Linked DNA regions of Mus musculus: region 2 is linked to region 1. The links are chromatin contacts, called in public promoter capture Hi-C maps. All regions are on one chromosome and are shown on one strand. Each heading gives the region's core, a stretch centred on a gene start, on an enhancer-like site or on the middle of the called end of the contact. The rest is flanking DNA. Distances are from core to core; before and after follow the strand shown. Region 1 holds the start of Ube2d2b (ubiquitin-conjugating enzyme E2D 2B). Region 2 holds the start of Cplx1 (complexin 1).

Region 1 (4,256 bases), core at 571-3,070:
AGGGAATACTGAAAAGGGACACCTAACACCAAGGGCCATTTGCAAGGTCATATGGAAACCTATTCCTGTAGGAGCTACTTAAAATATATACATATGCAAAAGAAATCTAAATGGTGAGCCCCAACTAGACAACTTACACCATCAAATCAAACTTCCATAATTTGAATCATAAGATGAATGAGTTACATCTAGTTGATGTATTCTCACAAATAGTGACCTGCCTGCATAGAATGCTAGTATAATAGTAGTACCAATACTGTGGGTAACCAGCCACTTTAGGATTGGATTGAAGACCCACTCCACATGATGGAACCCATGCTTGACACTGCTCAGGTAGCCAAGAACCTGAGATTAGATAGGCCATGGGCCTAGGAGAAAACCAAACACTATTGTCCTGCTAAAGTAACATAGCAACAAAAAAGACTCCTAACAACATTCTGCTATACACACAGATCAGTGTCTCAGCCATTATTAGAGAGGCTTCCCCTTACAGCAGATGGGAACTAACACAAAGACCTACAGCCGGATAATGTGCCGAGACTGAGAGGTAATGGAACACTCAGTCCTAAGTGGGATGTCTTACTTAAACCCCTCCACTCAGAAATCAGAGAGCTGTGCAGAGGTGGCAGCAGAAAGACTGTAAGAGCCACAGGGGATGGACGACACCAGGGAAACAAGGCCTTTTAGACACAGCAGGACTGATGCACATAAAAACTCAGACACTGTGGCATTAAACACAGAGCCCTTACCAGTCCTGGTCAGATGGGCTCCCACTCCTGAGAGGGGTGAGGGGACAGGAGGTCTACCCCTAACCTAGAAGCCATCTCTACTGGAACCTAACTGGGTATATAAACCACACTTGAGGGTAGGGCCCAGGCCGCCCAGCAGATGGTCAATACAAAACTAACAATTGTGGTTTTACAGTGTTGTAGGTTTTTTGGGTTTTTTTTAGGGGGGATCTCTTACTGCTTTGTTTGGGCCTTTTTTATTTTAATGTTATTGGTCATTTGCTTGTGTATTATGTGATTCAATTTTGTGTTAGTATGGGGTTTATTTTTATATTTGTGTTTCTTGTGCTTTTTAGTTTTGCTATTATTTGTTCTGCTTTGTTTTTCCTTTTTTACTTGTTTCCTAAAGTAAAAAAGAGAGTGTAAAATTAGGACTAGAAATGAATATGGAGAGCTCCCTTTTATTTCTGTAAGCTTTCCAAAATGTGTTTAAAAATATGAATTACTTAGTGAAAGGTTATTTTCAGCAACCTTTGTAAAAAGAAGAGATATATAGCTGCTTTCTCAAGTGTCTTGTATATTCTAGAAAATTTTAGAATGCTCATCTCAGAAGTTCTAATTACAAAAATTAAAATTCTCTTAAAAAATTAAAAAATAGGGCCGGGTGGTGGCGCACGCCTTTAATCCCAGCACTCTGGAGGCAGAGGCAGGCGGATTTCTGAGTTCGAGGCCAGCCTGGTCTACAAAGTGAACTCCAGGACAGCCAGGCTATACAGAGAAACCCTGTCTCCAAAAAAAAAAAAAAAAAAAAAAACTTCCTTTTGTCTGAGATTTGAAACATTGTGGAATACTTGACACATCAAGTCTCTTCCCAGTGAACTGCAGTCGTCAGAGGTTTGTTCAAAGTGAGCCAAAGCTAAGATTTGGTAACCTAGTGACAGCTGCCCTCAAGACATCATAGCACAACCTATTATGAGTTCGTGATGATGGTCATGTTACAAACAAACAAACAAAAGAGCCTACTACGCTGCCAATCCCATCATCCCTGACCAACTGTCACCCTCCCGAGCTGCGCAAGCTGCGTCGGTCTGTGATACCGCTACTGGCACGAGCCCTGGGCAGAGGGTCCGGCGGAGGGATCCGCAGAGGCTAAGGTCTCAGAAGAAGAGTCAGCTACTGCGGCAGCACAAAAAAGGCGGCTACAGGGTGATGCGACAACCGATGTGAAGACAGATACAGTGCCCACGGTGGCTGGCCCGGAAGCTGAGTGGGCCTCGGCCCTCAGCGCATTCTGCCAGGGCCAGGCCAGAACTGCCTGCCTCCTCTTCTGCGGCTGATCCAAAACCAGCAAGGCAGCCCCAGGCCCTCGGTGCCTGCCTCCTTCCACCTGGGGCCTACCAAGACAGCCTTCCACCATGGCTCTGAAGAGAATCCACAAGGAACTGAACGACCTGGCCCAGGATCCCCCAGCACAGTGTTCAGCAGGTCCTGTCGGGGAAGATATGTTTCACTGGCAAGCTACAATCATGGGGCCAAATGATAGTCCCTATCAGGGCGGAGCATTTTTCTTGACAATTGATTTCCCAACAGAGTACCCCTTCAAACCACCTAAGGTTGAATTTACAACAAGAATTTATCATCCAAATGTTAACAGTAACGGCAGTATTTGTCTTGATATTCTTCGGTCACAGTGGTCTCCAGCACTAACTATTTCCAAAGTACTTTTGTCCATCAGTTCTCTGTTGTGTGACCCCAATCCAGATGATCCCTTAGTGCCTGAGATTGCTCAGATCTACAAAACAGATAGAGACAAGTACAACAGAACAGCTCGGGAATGGACTCAGAAATATGCGATGTGACTAAAGAGAATACTGGATATCCTCTACAAATAAAAGCTAGGGGAACTCTGAAAGAGAAGTTCTTTTGATTCCCACCGGACTGTTTCCCATGAACCCACGCCCACGCTGTACCTGCCTCATCCTCCCTGGTGCACCGTCTTCACCTGATACAGTACCGCTGCATGTTGCACGCACCAGAAATACTGTACCAACACTGTCTCCTAGCAGACGAGCGTTCTCCAGGCATAACCTGGATGTGAGATTAAAAGTTTTCCTTATTGACTTAAATCTGGATAACCACAAGGTGTGAGGGTGGTGGGTACACAATACTGCTCAGAAGGGGTAAAGGTCCCCCAATCTATAAGAGACAATGAGATTGCTTTTAAGTGGAAGCCATTTAAATTTAAATTTTTTTAATTTATAAAAAGCTAGGTGAAGAACATGAACGTTTCTGTACTCATTTTATTCCAAAAGACCTAGAACTTAAATGGACATTAAAGTCACCCAGATTAAGCCAAAACCTACATTTTGTATTTTAAAGTCTAACTGGTCAACAAAAATAGATTGGCGCTATGGGCCCATAAAGTGTGACTGGCTTTGTTCCCAAAATCTTTTATACCTCGATGACTCAACCTTCCTTCTTTCACACTTTCTCTCCATATTCTTTGGTTTATTTGTGGTTTCTTAGTTGACTCATCACTAATAGCTCTTTTTATTATATTAACTGCTTAATCCATTTTGATGTAAGGGTAAAAGTTTAATTTGATGAAAAAAACTTGTGTATGAAGACCCTATTGCTCTTCTGGAGCTTGTACATTCAAGAATGATTCATGTGTGTAATAAACCAATTATCCCAGCCATTTACATACATTTTGTGTGAACAGGCTCTTTTACTTTAGTGACTTGTGTAGTGGAAACTAGTGGGTTTCCCTCAGCCTTGTCATGCTTTCTTTAGATTGGTCACATTTTCAAATTAGAAAACAATTCCAGTTTATAGCTAAAAAGATACTTTAAGAGTAATTTTATTAAATAAGATAGAAACATAAGCTTAAAGGCATTTTCATGAAAGAATATCCAACCTCCCAGGAATAAAACTTAAGAAACTTGCTTTGTTAATAAAACTAAGCTGCATTTATTTTATCAAAACCTCCTGATGCTCCTAGGAACATACATAACCAAAAGAAGCATTACGTCAGTGAGTAAAGAAAAACAAGCATTACGTCAGTGAGTAAAGAGTACCAAACTCACAAAGAGCACAATCACACAGTAAAATGCCCACAGAACTACTTCGCACACTTCTTAAAGGATAGCCACACAATTTTAAATTGTGCTGTGTATGCAGCCTTTTCAAGTCTTACACCATCCATACCCTAATAAAGCATTATTTGAAATGTCAACTGTATTTGTCAGAAGCAGCATTCTTTTCCTAATATAATTATAAAAACCAAGCCATTCTTCAGCCATACTGATATTCAGTATATAGGCAGATGAAACTTTACACTGTCACACACACATGCACATGCAGGAAGATCACAAGTTCAAGGCCAGCTTGAACTATGTAATAAGACTATTTCAATAACCTCTCCCCTCAAAAAGTAAAAAAAAAAAAAAAAAAATTAAGAAAAGCTAGCTCTAATACAGCATAGCCAGACACTGTGGCAGGCATTGGTAATTGTAACACATGGGAGGC
Region 2 (4,256 bases), core at 523-3,022, 720 kb after region 1:
CCCATATCTCATATTAAATCCCAAGGCTTGAGTCACCAGGGGATTCAAAAGTACTGGGCTGGGGGACTGCCTTAGGCTTGTTCAGAGTGTAAGCAACCATCTGCAGAGCCTGTGCGTGAGGTCAGAAGTGGTCATGCAGCCATGTGTTTTCGTGCCACTGCAGTGGTGGAGACATGTCTCTCTGAGTATCAGGTGTCTGTGTATCGCTGGAGGCCCAAACCCATGCGCCCCCCCCCTTGCCCACCTCCTACCTCCCAGGGCTTGTTTCATCACGAACTCCATGGTGATGGCTTGGTTCCTCAGGAGCCACTCCCGGGGTCAGATTTCACATTCAAGTGTGGTCAGGGTCTTCTGCCTAGAGAGAGTAGGTGGTCATAGGTACCCTGACCAACCTTTCCTGAGACCCTCATCTACTCCTTGCTCTCCTCTCCACTATCCCAAGAGTCTAGGGTGAGAGGCTTTGTTCCCACACCCAGACCAGGATGGCAGGGTTCAGAGCCCAGCCAAACCAACAGTTATCTTGCTTCTTCTGGGGTTTCTGAAGGAAGCTTTTAGATGCCACTGCAGCTCACAACCTGGGGCCACCAGTTACTGGAGACTGGCGCCAGCCTCCTCAAGCGGGGGTGGAGCCCAGGGGGCATTTGAAGGTCAATGCTCCGCTGTAGCACCCAGGTTCTGGCTGCTCAGCCTCCTTGGCAGTTTTGGAGCTGTGGGGCAGGGGTCCCTCTGGGGAAGAATTGGAGAGACAAGTCCATGAATGTCCCTCAGGAAAGGTCCTTATGACTTCTGACTAGTCTCAACTATATCTGTCTCTAGAGAGACTCTGGAGGCCCACAGCAGAACTGGCCCTGGATGGAGTCCCCGTCTTCCAGTGGGAGGGGAAACAGATGACCCACTCCTGCTTCTGCATGGGGTAGGGCAACCCAAGTCAGAATGCCCAGCGTGGACTAAAGTGCCAGCAGCATTTAGAAAGGTGCTTTCTGTAATGCCAACAGCTGCAAAGACATCCCTCTTTGTAGAGTCTTTCCTATCAGGGAACCTGGTCCTGAGGGATCCAGTGTTTCACAGGTTTCTCTCTGCGGAATGAGACCCGAAGGGGTGCCAGGCAGGAAGAGTGTCCGAGAAGCTAGGGGTTCAGGGATGCCTTTGCAGCAAAGCCAATTGCCTTCTAAACTTCTCTCTGTTTCCGGGAATCGGGGGATGGGGGCTCCGCAGGGCCAGCTGTAGAGAGGCTAGGACGCTGCGGAGATTCCGCAAAGACCAAGGCATCCCGTTCTCTCGCGGCCGCCGCACCCTTTGCTTTGCTGGGCGAGGTGCCCGACCGGAGCACGGCCTCAGGCCGGAGCGCGCCAGGGAAAGAAGAAAGAAAGAAAGAAAGAAAAAAGATGCCTATGGGAAAGGGAATCAAGGGCCGTTTCAGCACCTCACGATGGACAGCGCCTTTCAGGCTGAGCAACCTTGGGTCTGAAAGACAAGGAACCAAGAGTAGGGGAACCTAGGATATGGGTAGGAGACCCACGGCTAGAAAGCGGGGATCCAGAAAGGGAAGCCCAGGAGTCGGGAAGAAAACTGGGCTGGGAAGGGGAAAGGAGGGAGCCGGTTAAGGTCGGACTGGCTGCTAGGGCGCCGGTTACCTTCCAAGGTGGACGATCAACAGCAGCGCGCTCTCAGGCCGGCGGGGTCCATGTGGCGCTCTGTGCTGCTGCGGCGGCTGAAGGACACCGCGAGGAGGGCGCGTCACTCAGAGGCGCCCCCGCCCGCGTCCCGCATGACGAGGAGGGCGGGGCTCGGCGGAGGTAGGGGGGGCAGCCGCGCCCCCGGTTCCCAGATCCTGGCCTGGCGCGCGCGACAGCTGCATTAGGGGCCCCTCTTTGGCCTGGGCCACTCTCTCCACACCGGCTTGGAGACCCTCCTGAAGTCCTACTGAAGCGCCCTCCTGAAACGCTGGGAGAATGCAGGGATGGGGTCACCATCCCTAATCTACCAACCACGTTTGCTCCTGACCGGGTTTCTTTGCTCTTTGCTGGCAGGGCGGGAGAAGGCGAGCACAGCCCGAGACCCCCGATCGAGCAAGATAGGCCCACACATCCAGGCTTCTCCGGTGTGCAGAGCCGCCAAATGTGGCTTTGGTGGGATAGAAACCCCAGTCAGTCAGGGACGCCTGAAGGTCACTGCGGACATGGATGGGCGGGGGCTCCTGGGAGACAGCCACAGCCCCGCCTCTAGGCCGCCCCTTCCCCTGGCACCGGGATTTCAACTCTGCGGCAGCTGCACTGCAGAGCCCAGTGGCCACAAGGTTGGCCTGGTATCCCTGCAGTTATCCTGGGGGGCTTCTGTGAGGCAATCGTCTTCGCAGAAGTCAGAGCATGTGGGGACACCTAAGCTGTTTTTTATTCTGGCTAGCCAGGTGGTAATTCCTGACCCGCAGAGTCTAGTGCTGATGGCCATTGCTTTAACTGTTAATGTTCCTCCTGGCTGAGTCATTCTTAAGGATTAGGTTGTTCTTGACCTTCACCCAATTCAGTGAAACTTCTTGCCTCATGAGTATTCCCCCTTCACCAACATTCCAAAGCTGCCCCAGGGTGCTTGGTGGCTTGAATTCGAGGGCTAGGGGTGGGGAGTAAGGGAGGGTCCATTCCAGACTTGCTTTTATCAGTTTTTGTTCCTTTGACCTAGCAGATTCAAAGTAGAAGAGACCAGGAACGGAGCTGGAGTGGAGACAAGAAGAGAAAGTGTTAAGCCCCACACCTTCTGCCCTGACTTCAGCCTGGGGCCCTGGAGTTAAGGATACTGTCTGATCCCACTGGTGAAGTGCCTGCACTGCACACAGGCATATGCCTAGGAGGAGAGGATCATTTAGGAAGTTGGGCATGACTCACATCAGACACAGAAGAGTTAAGTCTCCCAGTGCCCTTCCTACTGGCACTGTCCATCTCAGTTCACCCACCACACTCATGGTAAGGTTGGTTGATGCCCAGAGCCTTGTTCAGGCCCAGGACTGATGTCCTGTGGAATGGGGTCACCTGCACACAGATGTGCCCAGTCTGGCTCATTCTGTGTTTTCGGAGTCTATAGTAGCTAGCAAAAGCAAGGGCCACAGCAAGACAGACTCATTACTTCTCACCTGCTTTTCTTCTCCCCGCCACGCCACCAGATGGACCTGACCTTCTGTCAGCAATCCCATAGAAGACCCTGGGTTAACCTCTTGAGACAAAGCAGGCCAACCTAATCCATTCATAGTCCTGAGCCCAGCTGAGATTATTAGAGGCAAAGGACCCTAGGACTAGTGGGCTTCCACTTTTACTTCCTCTGTCTCTGGCTGTCTCTGCCTTCCTGTGTCTACCTTTGTCTCTCTATCGTCTCTATATCTGCTGTTCTTGTTTTTATGTCTCAGTGTATCTCTCTTTGTTTCTCTGTCCTAGCTTTTTTTCCCTCCCTCCTGTATGGGTGTTTGTCTGCATGTCTGTGGACCACATGTGCATCTGGTGCCCACAGCATCCAGGAAAGAGTGTTGGATCCCCCTGGGACTGGAGTTACAGATAGTTGTGAGTTACCATGTGGGCACTGGAAATCAAACCTGGGTCCTCTGAAAGTGCAGCCAGTGATCTTAACTATCGAATCATCTCTCCAGTTCCCTAGTTTAATTTTGTATATGTGTTGTTTTGGTATTTATTTATTTATTTATTGGGTTGTTGTTTTCAAAGAGGTTCTCATGTGTTACAGGCTGGTTTTGATATATAGGCAGTGATGACTTTTGTATTTGACCTTCACACTCCTGGCATCACCTTCCAAGTCCTCAGAGTACAGTACAATGCCATTCCCAGACTCTGCTGAGGGAAACAGGCAAGGAGAGTGACAGTCTCAAGTTTGAGTGAGAGAACCCTGGGAGATGGCAGTTGCTTGGGCTTGAGAAATCGTTCAGTGCAGTGCTACCCTAGGGAGAAGGCTCCATAACTGCCTGCCAAGCTGAGGTGTGGACCATAGCTAAGGCTGGCTTTTACAAGCTACCTAGACCTCTAAACCTATAATACAAAGAGGCAACATGGCAAAAGGCCTCTGCCTAACTGACCAGCCATCTGGAGTAGACAAGGCGTCTTTAAAGCAAGTCGACCTGGCTGGCCTCAAACTCACAGAGTTTGAGATCACAAACTCACAGAGTTTGAGATCACAAACTCAGCAGAGATTCTTCCGTTTCTACCTCTCAACTGTTGGGAATTAAAGGGATGCACTATCCATTCCTGATAGCTTCATTACTA

What was found. Promoter capture Hi-C pulls out the DNA fragments that hold promoters and counts their contacts.
Region 2: a contact with region 1 is called in a promoter capture Hi-C map of embryonic stem cells. The contact joins the promoter of Cplx1 here to the promoter of Ube2d2b in region 1. A contact is called at or near these places in 2 of 39 promoter capture datasets (cranial neural crest and embryonic stem cells).

The regions. Positions count from the first base shown.
Region 1 is chr5:107,828,342-107,832,597 of GRCm38.p6, forward strand. It overlaps Ube2d2b (ubiquitin-conjugating enzyme E2D 2B), which reads left to right and starts at 1,821. Exons shown (of 1, transcript NM_001276397.1): 1 at 1,821-3,436. The coding sequence starts at 2,144. The coding sequence ends at 2,587. The region is part of intron 2 of Evi5 (ecotropic viral integration site 5); the gene reads right to left.
Region 2 is chr5:108,548,255-108,552,510 of GRCm38.p6, forward strand. Cplx1 (complexin 1) reads right to left here and starts at 1,773. Exons shown (of 4, transcript NM_007756.3): 1 at 1,635-1,773; 2 at 252-355. The coding sequence starts at 282.